Linked DNA regions of Ovis aries: region 1 is linked to region 2. A link is a contact called in public Hi-C data. All regions are on one chromosome and are shown on one strand. The core of a region is the stretch at or near the end of the contact, and the rest is flanking DNA. Distances in the headings are between cores, read along the strand shown.

Region 1 (6,084 bases), core at 270-2,769, 92 kb before region 2:
GGCCCCATGTGCATGAATTAGAGTTAAGTTTCTTCTTTTCCTGGTAATCTACCTTGAGTCAGTTTTACTATTAGTCCAGCCACCAGAACCCAAGAGGGTTGAGGGGTTATTTCACTTCCCCTAAAGTACAAATAGGATCCAAGCCCCTGCTATGACACCCACCAACCAAAAAAGCAGTTCTCAAACTGTGTTCAGAGGGAACCGAGTCCTCCTCGTACCTGCTTTGAGGGCTACACAAGCACCTGGTTGTTATTTTTACCCTCACTCTCAAATGTGCTCCATACCACATTTTAACACAGTAGACACTGCCAAAGCATTTCTGCCAGGATAAAACTCATTTTTGTGCAGGCTTCTTCCCAGGATAAAACTTTTTGTTGCGTTCTCTGTTTACGAATTTCTGAGACTGCAGACCTGGGTGGACAAATAAACCAGGTGTGCGTTTGCCCCAAATGCAAAACGATACCTGCAGGACACTTGCTGCAGGACTGTCAGTAGAGGCGAGACTGGCTCTTCCTTGGGCCCATCAACAGGGGACTGGTTAGCCACACAACGGAGCTCTGGGGAGCCATGAAAGTAGTCAGGACTGCGCCCACAGTCCTATGGAGCCATCTGTGGGAAGGGCCGCTGGGTGAAAGAAGGGAACGAGGAAGAAACAGTGGGTAAAAAGGAGTTGCCTCAAAAAAAAAAAAAAAAAAAAAAAAACCAGAATGAATTAGGAACACTGGAGGTGGGTAGCTCTGGGGAAAAGGACCCGGAGTCCACGCAGATCTGTGACTCTGCTCGGCCCCCTCGTCGCAGCGGCCCCTGCACTTTGGCTTCTTCGTGGTCTTCAGGGTTTCTGTGCCGAGCATTGCTGGACGTCCCTAAACCTGTCCCGAGCCCATAACTCCTCACTCTCTCGCACCGCTCTGTCTTGCGGGCCCGTGAGCTCGGCCCGAAGACGTGCGCTCCGCCTTCCCAGCATCGGAGCCTCTCCAAACCCGCCGGGCTTTTCCGGGGCCAGGCCCAGGCGGCACACCTCCGGACCGGGGAGCAGGGGAGCTCCGACTCTGCTCCCCGAAGACGAGGAAGCTGAAGAACGCGTCTTCCCGGAGGAAGGGTTCGGTGGGGAACCCCCAGGGAAAGTGCGGTGAGGGGGATCTCGCACCGCTTAGAGCCCGCGGAACCCCCAACGCGAGACAGGCGCGTTCAGGGCCCGGCCCCAGGGACTTCGTGGAAAAGCCCCTCGGCCGCTGCCTCCTCTGCAGCCGCTTGGCTTCTCTGCGCATTGGGGAACGCCGGTGGAGGTCGCCGGGCCCCAGGCCCGGGCGCGAGGAGCGCTGGCGCCAGCCCGAAGAACCTAACGAGAGCCGGTAGGTGGCGCTGGCAGGCGGCGCGCGGGCGCCGCGACCGCCAGGGCAGCGCCTCCCGCGCGCGCCAAGCCCCGCCCATGCGCAGGCAGCGCCTCTCCTGATTGGGCAGTGCCGCCACGCTGGTGAGGAGGAACGAGCGTCGTCGCGTCCGGGTGACGTCTCTGGCGGGCGTCGGGCGGGGTCGTCGGCGTCGGCAGCAGTGTCGGCGGCGGCGGCGGCGGGTGGGAAATGGCGGAGTACTTGGCCTCCATCTTCGGCACCGAGAAAGACAAGTAAGTGAGAACCGGCCGCAGAGGTTCCGAGCTGGAGAGACGGGTGGCTCGCGGAGGAGCTTGGCGGCGGGGCCCGGACGGCGGCGGGAGGCTCGGCGGGGGGAGGGGCGGGCTGCCCTTCCGGCCTCAGGAGCCGCGCTCCGCCGCGTGCGCCCGGGCAGGCGGGCGATGGGCCGGGCGGGCGCCGGGCTTCCTCTTGGGCAGAGCGGCCTCTCCCGCCGGGGGCTCCTTGGTGGCCCACCTACAGGCGACCCGTGCCCCCGGCTCTCGGAAGCCGACTCGAGTTGTGCTGAAGTTGTCAACGTTAACGATTCTCCCAAGTTTGATCTTTTAATGTCGAATCGGGCAGGCTGTAGTATAGACTCGCCCGCGTTAAATCGCTAGATAACTGAGGTTCCTGTTAGGGTTTTAGATGCTTAACAAGCCACTTGTGTGAGTTAAGCGATCATCGAACAGCTCATAAGGACATTTATTGTGAAACAGTATTTTGGAGATTACGAGTTAACTAACCGTGAAAGACAGTCTGCTTTTAAAATACTTTCAGGTGCAATTCCAATATAAGAATAAGATGGGTGATTTTTTTAGGTTGCATACCTTCCGTAGTTAGTTGTTAGGTTGAGAGTAAAAATAATATAATTTTGGGTTTGCCAGTTGTTAATTTTGGAGGACAGTTCTTTAAAAACCTTAAGATTGAGCTGGATGTATTCTTCGAATAAATGGTTAGCATCTTGGTGTTCTTCAGAGCTGTACAGGGTTTATGTGAATATGTTTTTAACAGTAAACTCGTAAGTTTGCCATAGCTAATGTTTTGACTTTATCAAAAACTTTTAATTGTTTCTGTTTTCCAGGATGCAGTGTACCTTGTAAAATGTCTTTTACATATTCTAGAATCTTGAGTTGTTTGGAAGAGGGGGTTATATTTTTTCCTAGCAAAACTCACGACAGTCATCAGTCATATTCAGTCCAGAAACACTTACTGAGTGTCAGCTCAAGGCCAGTGTCTGGGGACTCAGATATGGGTAGAATCTGGATCTTGTTCTCAAGGAGCAAGGGGGTGCTTGTCGTGCAAAGGATAACTGAATGAAAATGAATTGAAACGCATTAAGTGCTGTGGAAGAGAGGCCTGCCCTGAATGCTGTGGCCCCAGAGACAGCAGCTTGGGAAACAGGATCTTGAACGGATCAGCCAGCTCTGCTGGACAAAGAGGCTTCTCAAGTTTGCTGAAGAGCGTGCAGTGTCGATTTTACTCATGAGCTTATATCAGTGTGGGCTGTGGCTAATGTCTCCTTGAGTTTTTCTTTCCCTCGTTCTTGTAAAAAGCTGCATAAGGTGATGGTATCACTGTTGTTTTGTGAAGCTCTTACATTCCTGCCATAAATAACCCCATTTCATCTGTTAAGAGTTATATTATAAAAGTCACAGCTGTAATAGTTTAGGAAACTTGATTATTTAATCTAGGCTTCTTGTTTCAGGGAGGTTTGTGGAGTTTTAATTTCCAGGAAACAGCTCAAAATTTTCAGCTGAAAAATGATTCCTGCTAACTTTTTAAATTTAATTTGAACTGAAAGTAAAATGTACACCTAGCAATTAAAAATATTTAGCTAATTACACATTTGAGGTTTTAGACACTTTCTAAATCTAAGGATGGATTAGCCTTTCTGATATCTTCTCTCAAATAGTACACTGCATGTTTTAACATCTTTTCATTTTATTGCAGTAGTCCAGTGAGCCTACTAGAAAAGCTTTGACTAATAGATTCAATTCAGTGATTAACTGGTCATTGTGAAATGAGAGTCATTTCTGATAGTACAGCAGCAAGGATTGTTTCACTTATATATAATAGTTGGGTGTTAATGGTTGAGACAGGGGTTTTGTCCATTCTGAGACAGTCTTAAACTATTTTCAAGTGACTTTCTGAAGATGTAATGTGACATACTCAAGTGTATGTAGTAATCATTTTTCTCTCCTCATAAATTTAGACTTCTCCATTTTTATTGCTATCTGATAATAAATAAATGGCTAGTTGATTTCATGGGCCATCAAATTTCACTGAGGCCCTTTAATCTTAACTGTGAATGTGAAAGTCGCTCAGTCATGTCCGACAGTGGGTAGCCTTTCCCTTCTCCAGGCGATCTTCCCAGCCCAGGGATTGAACCCAAGTCTCCTGCGTTGGCAACTGTGAATGGCCCTTGCTAAAATAATTGACTCTACAGGGTAACTTTTCCACCTCTGCAAGTCTGAGTTTTAATGGGACACATCTAGGAAGGTTGCGTAACTCATCACAGATCTGCTCAGCCACCATGCGTTGCTGTCAGGCTGGCTGGATTGCTAGTTTTGATTTTGTCTGCATCGCCCAAGTATTGGAGCATATTGAGAGATGACCTTGTGTAGTTCTTACGAGCAGAGTGGGTGCCCCAATAGCTTATTCTCAGTGTATTGAAACTGGGGAGGATTGTTTACTTCAGACCTCTTTTGGAAATATTCTGTTGGTCTGCTGTCTTGGCTCAGGGAACCTGGACTTTGTATTTATTTAGATGATAGTGACTGCATGTGATGAGCACATAGTATACTTGATCCTGGTTCTTGGAACAGTGCCAGGGTTGGCATTTTCCTCAGTTTACAGAGACCCGGACAGGTGGGGGTGACTGGCCCAAACCCCAAGCAACTAGTAGCAGAGTCAAGATCCTGACCCCTCACCAGACTGCTGATGTCCTCAAGAGAGGAGTTCATCATGGAAGGAAAAGGAGCAGATAGGTTTTGAGTTAAATATAGTTTTAGACTAACTTACATTCAGTTTAAGAGAGAACAGTGGAGCAGAGAAGTATTGAATCTAATTGAACCTTTGAACCACATGGAGGTTGGGGTGCCAGCCCTCTGCACAGTCAGTAATCCAGTCCCAGTTCATTTACCCTCCAGTCAGCCCTTCATGTCTGCTGTTCTGAATCCTGCGATTCATCCAACTATGGGTCCCGTAGTCCTGCAGTATTTAATAACCGAAAAATCCGAATAGAAGTTGTTCAAGGACCAACCGTACTTGAAAGTGAAGGGGATTTCAATGAGGAGGAAATCAGGTTAGAATAGAGTGCCGTGTTTGAAGAGGGGCAAATTGAAGTTAAATAAACCAGGGCTTGCCAGGGTACAGAAGTGGTAAAGAATCTGCCTGCATGCAGGAGACGTGAGGTTTGTTCCCTGGGTCAGGAAGCTCTTCTGGAGGAGGGCATGGCAGCCCCCTCCAGCATTCTTGCCTGAAGAATCCCATGGACAGAAGTGTGGTGGGCTGCCATCCATGGGATCACAAAGAGGTGGACACAACTGATCAGGTGGGCTGCTGCTAAGTCGCTTCAGTCATGTCCGACTCTGTGCGACCCCATAGACGGCAGCCCACTAGGCTCCTCTGTCTCTGGGATTCTCCAGGCAAGAACACTGGAGTGGGTTGCCAGTTCCTTCTCCAATGCATGAAAGTGAAGAGTGAAAGTGAAGTCGCTCAGTCAGCCCGACTCTTAGCGACCCCATGGACTGCAGGCCACCAGGCTCCTCCGTCCATGGGGTTTTCCAGGCAAGAGCACTGGAGTGGGGTGCCATTGCCTTCAAAGTACCTGTTACCAAGAGAAACAATGTGCCTAGGTCTTCGTGAAGTAAAAGAAAAGTAGTGTGGTGGCATTTGTCGTGTTGATGACGTATTTCCATCTAGTTGGTGTCTTTCCAGCACAATAATCAGCTCTCGTTTTCCCTTACAGAGTCAACTGTTCATTTTATTTCAAAATTGGAGCATGTCGTCATGGAGACAGATGCTCTCGGTTGCACAATAAACCGACCTTTAGCCAGGTTTGTTTGTTTTTCCTTTTTTTTTTTCTGTTTTCATGTAAATTATCAAGACTTCATGTACTTGACAGAGGCAGTTAGTAATTTCCGTGTGTTACTAAGCAGGGTTTTTTTTTCCTCTAGTTTTATTTTTCTGTTTGTGTTCATAAATGTGTTTTGTTTAAATGCGAATGAGGCAGGTGAACCACCCCAGCAGAAGGTCTGAGAGCACCAGTCCCTGTTTTTACCATTGGAGAAACTTGTTGGCTATGACTGGTTTTTACTGCCTTACCACCCTCCCTGCCTCTAATAGACATGGGTCGGGAGAGCCAGCCAGGCCAGCGCTGACCTCGCCTCTTCTCCAGGCTGCTAGATGTAGAGGTGGGCGGGGCTGCCTTGAAGGAGATTGCCGTGCTCTGCCCCGGGGGCGGGCTCTCCAGTACTACTGGGCATGTCCCCTTAAGACCCCAGCCAAGGACACAGCTAGTTGTAGCATGTTATAGAAACATGAAAAGTGAAATTTAACCTTAGAAGGTGGGCGCTTCCCTTCTGGTTAATGGCCAGTCTGTTCAGTTAATTGAGAGATGGCGGTTGAGAGATGCCACTTATTTGAGAGATTGGGCTTAGCTCTGTTGGAAGTTTAGTCAAAAATTGTGATT
Region 2 (5,699 bases), core at 1,473-3,972:
AGGGCCAGAGGCAGGGAGAGCACATGGCCTTCATCCCCAGAGAGCGGGAGCTGTTGGTTCCATTTCCAAGACGAGGACTCAGACTCAAAGTCAGACACCTCATCTAGAAAATCTATCTAGCTGTAAGGGTGAATATATACTAAGAAATTAAAAACAGCACCTAAAACCAGGGCAGTTTATCCAGGGAAGTTTTCCGAAAACCCTTCCCTGCTAATGAGGGGCCTCAGGCTGTGGTCTGAGAGCTGGCCGACTCCAGCGGGGATCTGGTGGAGGAACACGTCCCAGACACAGGCTGCCAGTGCTGGAGGGCACCGCTCCCCTGGGGCACCACAGTGACGTCACCCCAAGGAACTCTCCGCGGCCTTCAGAAAGCACAGAGAACGCAGAGGTTGGGAGCACTGCACCTGGGAGGAAGATGCCCTCGTGAGCCGGGCTGGCTCGGACAGAAAGGCCAAGGAGGCCGCAAGGGGCGCCAGAGGCTCTGTTAAGCTGGCCCCGGCTCTGTGCTCATGCCTGCTCCGCCCCAGGTCTTCACACAGTCTATCACCCACCAGCAGTGCTGGCCTCCAGAGCAAAGCCAGGGTCCACGATCAGGGGAGAGCTGAGAGCTGATGCTGGGCTCAGACACACTGCCTGGGAAGCAAGGCAGGGGGCACGGCAATCCCAGAGGGCCTTCCAAACACTCGGGAGGGACTGAACTCCTGGCCCACTCAGCTCACAGGCTCAAGCCATCTGGCTGGATTACTACAGGAAGGGGTCACTGGAGAATGCTGGAGACCTGGCTGATCTCAAGAAATGGAAAATTCCCCGCTTCAGCAAAACCAAAAACAATCCAAAGTTCTAATTAGAGATGTACAATTTACTGAACAGGTTAAATTTAGAAGAAATAAAAATGAAAACCGCGAATTTTACTTACTAAATTGTCAGTTTCTGGATCTTCACAGAAGAAGGGCTTTCCCTCCTTCTCCTGCTTCCTCACAAAGTTCTCAATGTCCACATCGAAACTGGCAGAAGTTGTGCCTTCTGAGCCCTGGGTAGACTGTTCACATTTTTCAAACAACAAAGCTAATAATGGAAATAGTGGATGCCTGGGGGGGAAAATGTTAAAATATGTGTTCTACATTTTCATGAAAATGCTTTAGTACGTATATACGCACTGTTTTATATAAGAGCTTTGCTGAGATATAATTCACATGCCACACAATTCACCCGCTTACAGTTTATAATTTGGTGGATTTTAGTATATTCACAGAGTTGTACAACCACCACCGTCAATTTTATAATATGATCACCCCCCAAGGAAACCCTGTAGCTGTTCGTAGTCACTCTCCATTCTCCACCAAACTCCAGCCCCAGGTCAGCACTAATCTGCCGTCTTACAGATTTGCCAGTTCTAGACATTTTATACAAATGGAGTCATATATTATGTGACCTTCAGTGTCTGACTTTTTTCACTTCGCATGATGTCCTCAAGGCTTGTCACTGTTGGAACATGTATCAGTCAGTACCTCCTTCTTTGTTCTGGCCACATAATATTCCATTGCATGGTTAACACCAGCTGGCTAACTCCGGAGTTTACGTTAGGTCCATATTCTACTTTGAGTAGATTTTTGTGTCGGATGTGAGCTTAGGGCATGGGTCTTCTCTCTGCTCATCGATGTCCAGCCGCTCCAGCGCCATTTGTTGGAGAGTCTACCTCTCCTCCACTGAGAAAATCAAGTAGACAAAGTCTTCCAACTTCATTCTTCTTGCTCAAAATTGTTTCAGCAGCTCTAGTTCTTTGACTTCCATATAAAATTTACGACTAACTTGTCTATATGTATAAATACATCCTGCTGAGATTTTCATTGGAACTGCTACAGAGCTAAAGATCAATTTCAGGACATCTTTACGATGCTGAATCTTCCCGCCCATGAACACAGCATGCCCTTTTATTAACGATTTCTTTGCCTGCCTGCATGGGCGTTTTACAGTTTTCAGCATAAAGTTTCTGCATGTGTTTTGTCAGATTTACATCAAAATTTTTTTGGAGCTCTTGTAATGGTATTATTATCTTTTTAACTTCAGTTTTCAATTGTACACTATTAGTATAAAAATAGGACTGGTTTCTATGTGTTGCTGTTGCAACCTGTGACCTTATTAAACTCAATTGTTTCATTCTGGAAGTTCTTTGGTAAACTTTGAGATTTTCTATACATAGACAATCACATCATTTGTGCATAAAGCCAATTTAATTTCTGCCTTTCTAACTGGATATGTCTTTTCCTTGTCTTGCCTCACTGAACTGGCTGAACTTCTGCCACAGAGATGAACAGGAGGAGCCAGGGTGGACACCTCTGCCTTGTCCCCAGACTTGGGGAAAACATTCCATCTTCCACCATTAAGTATGACGTGAGCTATAGGTTTTTTGGTAGTTTCCCTACATCAGGTTAAGAAAGCTCCCCTCTACGACTGCTGCACTGGCGGTTTTTAGGTATAACTGGCTGTTGACTTCTGTCAAATGCTTCTTGGCATCACTTGATATGATCACATCATATGGCTCACTGGTTGATCTCTGAATGGTGAACCAGTCTCGCTTCCTGGGATAAACTCCACCTGGTCAGTAATATTCTTCTCTTTCCATGCTGCTCTGCTCGATTTTGTTAATATTTTACTAATGATTTTTATGCCAAAGTTCATGAAGCATACGGACTGGTCTTCACGTTTCTTTTTCTGTGTTGTCTTTGTCTGGCTTTGGTGGCAGAGGTGATTCTCCATTCATAAGGTGAGCTCAGAAGCACCCCGTGTTCTGTTTACTGGGAGAAACTGGGTAGACTTCCTGTTTCTCCTTCTTTGTGGTAGAAATCTCTAGTACCATCAGCTGGGCTTAAAGACTGCTTGTTGTAAGGTTGACTAAATGTAGACTTATACTCCAAAACTGTTTTTTAAAAAGATATTAGCAATAACATGGTAACCTGAGAAAACTTTCACCCCAGCATTATCACATTCCAGCCCACTACTCTGCCCAGCCAACAGCTCACTTTCGGTTTAACCAGGCCTCCATCCTCATCACTCCTCTGAACGAACACCCACACACTTCACATCTCACCGCTACCTATAAATGGCCTGCTTATCTGCATCCATCGGTGTCTGGGACCCCACCGGGGGAGGGCTCACTCCTTCCACATCTGGTTCAGAGCAGTTGGGGTCTTGCTCCGTTTTTAACTCTGTGACTACCTGCATCTGTGAGAGGAGGAGAGTATTTTTGTTACTAAAAACAAAGTAAGTTGCTGCTAAGTATTCTACTCTCAAAGCAGAGGAATGGCAAACTGCCAGGTGGTTATATAACTGGCAATAGTACGTAAGGAATATACCAACAAAGCTCCTTTGAATGTACTAATAATATGCTTTTAAATGGTTAAAAAAAAAGGTCAGATTTCCAAACCATTTAAAAATTGAGAGGACTGACGTGTGAAACACATTATTTGCAAAACCTCTGAAGGGAACCAGTGCATGTGAGACCTGACCCGTCCGCCTCTCCTCGCTGTAACATCCTCACAGCAGGTAATGCTGTGGTTGGAGAAGGAGAAACAGTCCACGCTCTCTTATCTTGTCACAAAAACAACTCAAGCCCAAGACACTTCATATGTGTGATGGGGCTGGAATTCTCCCTTACCAGTCCTTAAACTCAGGAATACACAAGGTATAAAACTTTAAGGAAAGTCACTGCATCTAGAAAGCAAAGACCAGCTGGGTTTAAAGAACAGCTTTAAACATAAGAGGAAGTCTTGAAGCTATTATCATTGAAATTGCTTTGGCTGGCTGTGCTATTTGGAACTTAGGGGAAGAATATTTAAATCCCTAAACATAAAAGAAATCGATTTACAAATAAAACAAAACCACTCCCTTAACTTCTCTTATCCCTGAGCAGATCAGTGCCCTGGCTTCTTCAGGGCTGGGGTGTCTGGGATCTACCTGCCCCGCCCCCAGCTGCTTCCCCTTTCCCCTCAAGGAGGTAGACTCTTGGGGGAGCCTGGGTGGCGGGGCTTATCCTCAGTCGTCCTGCCAGGAGGGCAGCCTGGCGCTCGGGCTGCAGCCCTGCAGGCTGCCTTGGGCTTTGTTCTCTCCAACAGAACAGAGCCAGCAGGTCACTCCATGATGCTTCCGGATGAAACAGCATACTCAGGAATAGCTTCTCTCTTAAAAAATAAACCAAAACCGAAAGCAACTGACTAAAAAAGCCCAATCAAACAGTATTTCTGGAGAGAAGTCTGACAGTATTATTTTTTAAAAAGCTTAAGATTTATTTCAGGATTTTTTAAAATGATTATGAAAAAAGACCAATCTAACTGTTCGCCCTCAGAGGGCTGTCTAAGTAGACGTGGTCGATCTATATTGTAGAAAATCAAATGCTTACTGCAAGGAAGAACACTCACAACAGTTTTCCACATCCTGGGAGGTGCGGAGCTATTACAAGCACTGGCCCAGCCCTCCCTGGACTCAGTGCCTCAGGGCGGGGGTCAGCTGCAGGGGCAGTAGAGGTGAGAGCATGTGAGGGTCCAGGGTCCCCAGGGCACAGAGCCCGCAAGAAGTCGCCACAGGGACGCCATTAGATGTGCCTCTGAGAAACAAAATCACTTGGAAATAGCAGAGGACTTCCGGTAAAGAGAGCAGCCTGGAACAGAATTCCCTATCTCTGAGAAGTAGAAACACTTAATTTGAAAAGTCAACAAAAACAAAATTGCTGCAATGGGAAACATTCCAGGAATGGCATAAAACTGTCCATCAAAGAAAGACCTAACTTGGAAAGGGAGGGGCACAGCCTCCAAATCTCACCAAGTGGGGAGTGACAGGTGGGTGAGCTGCCCCAGGCTTGGGCGCTCCCTACACCCTCAAGCAGGGAGCTGGGTATCGTGACCGCCTCCTGCAGGGATAGGAAAAGTACAGACAGAACCCCACGCGTCATCAGATGAGCCCCCTCCACCGCCCACATCCACGGACAGAAACAGAGCAGATGGTCCGGCTCCACTCAGACCAGCAAGCGGGCAACACGGGAATCTGCGATCATCACCACAACCAGCTTTTCTGTAAAACCGACATTTACTAACACTAACATTAAAAAGGTAAATTCCCAAGAAACTCTGATTTAGGGGACTCAAAATTACTGAATCTTGGTGTTATTTAGGAAACAACTTGAACAATTCTACAGCTAATCCTTCGGAGCACCAAGATGTAATAAATGCATCGAGCATTTAACAGTGACCCTGCATCCGCAGGGAGGCATGTGTGAACGCACAGGCGCTGCGGGTGCCCCAGCAGGGAGGCGTGTGTGAACGCACAGGCAGGCGCTGCGGGTGCTCCAGGAGGGAGCCGTGTGTGAACGCACAGGCAGGTGCTGCGGGTGCTCCAGCAGGGAGCCGTGTGTGAACGCACAGGCGCTGCGGGTGCCCCAGCAGGGAGGCGTGTGTGAACGCACAGGCGCTGCGGGTGCTCCAGCGCCAGGTGGGTGGGCTGCTCAGGGTGTGGGGCAGGGTGCAGCGCTCACTTGTTGCCCATCTGGATAGCTGTCTATGCTCAGTGTCTGTGTCGCCATCATGGTGAATGAATTCCTTATAAAACATCAGATCGTCTTGAGTCAAACGCAAATGGTGTCTGGGAAAACAAAAACAGAGAAGCATCAGTCACTAAGTCAGAGCATTGCTGTCTGCTTACTCCATAGC

Evidence for each region. Hi-C and Micro-C count contacts between places; a contact is called where the count stands out from the background.
Region 1: a contact with region 2 is called in a Hi-C map of liver, with 2.1 times the contacts expected there. The contact joins the promoter of U2AF1 here to the enhancer-like site in region 2. A contact is called at or near these places in 3 of 16 Hi-C or Micro-C datasets (hypothalamus, liver and muscle).

What each region holds. Positions count from the first base shown.
Region 1 is chr1:263,953,762-263,959,845 of ARS-UI_Ramb_v3.0, reverse strand. It overlaps U2AF1 (U2 small nuclear RNA auxiliary factor 1), which reads left to right and starts at 1,519. Exons shown (of 8, transcript XM_027960886.3): 1 at 1,519-1,624; 2 at 5,362-5,449. The coding sequence starts at 1,581. LOC121817445 (a long non-coding RNA gene) reads right to left here and starts at 1,351. Exons shown (of 2, transcript XR_006057375.2): 1 at 464-1,351.
Region 2 is chr1:263,862,929-263,868,627 of ARS-UI_Ramb_v3.0, reverse strand. It overlaps PKNOX1 (PBX/knotted 1 homeobox 1), which reads right to left. Exons shown (of 13, transcript XM_060405931.1): 4 at 5,525-5,631; 5 at 3,095-3,222; 6 at 917-1,088. The coding sequence starts at 5,575. Among named protein-coding and RNA genes, the nearest start is that of PKNOX1, 22 kb to the right of the region's middle. Within about 2 kb of position 2,722, at least 3 of the 54 cell types and tissues checked have an H3K27ac peak or open chromatin away from gene starts, as enhancers often do. A contact at or near this core is called in liver, where this site is marked.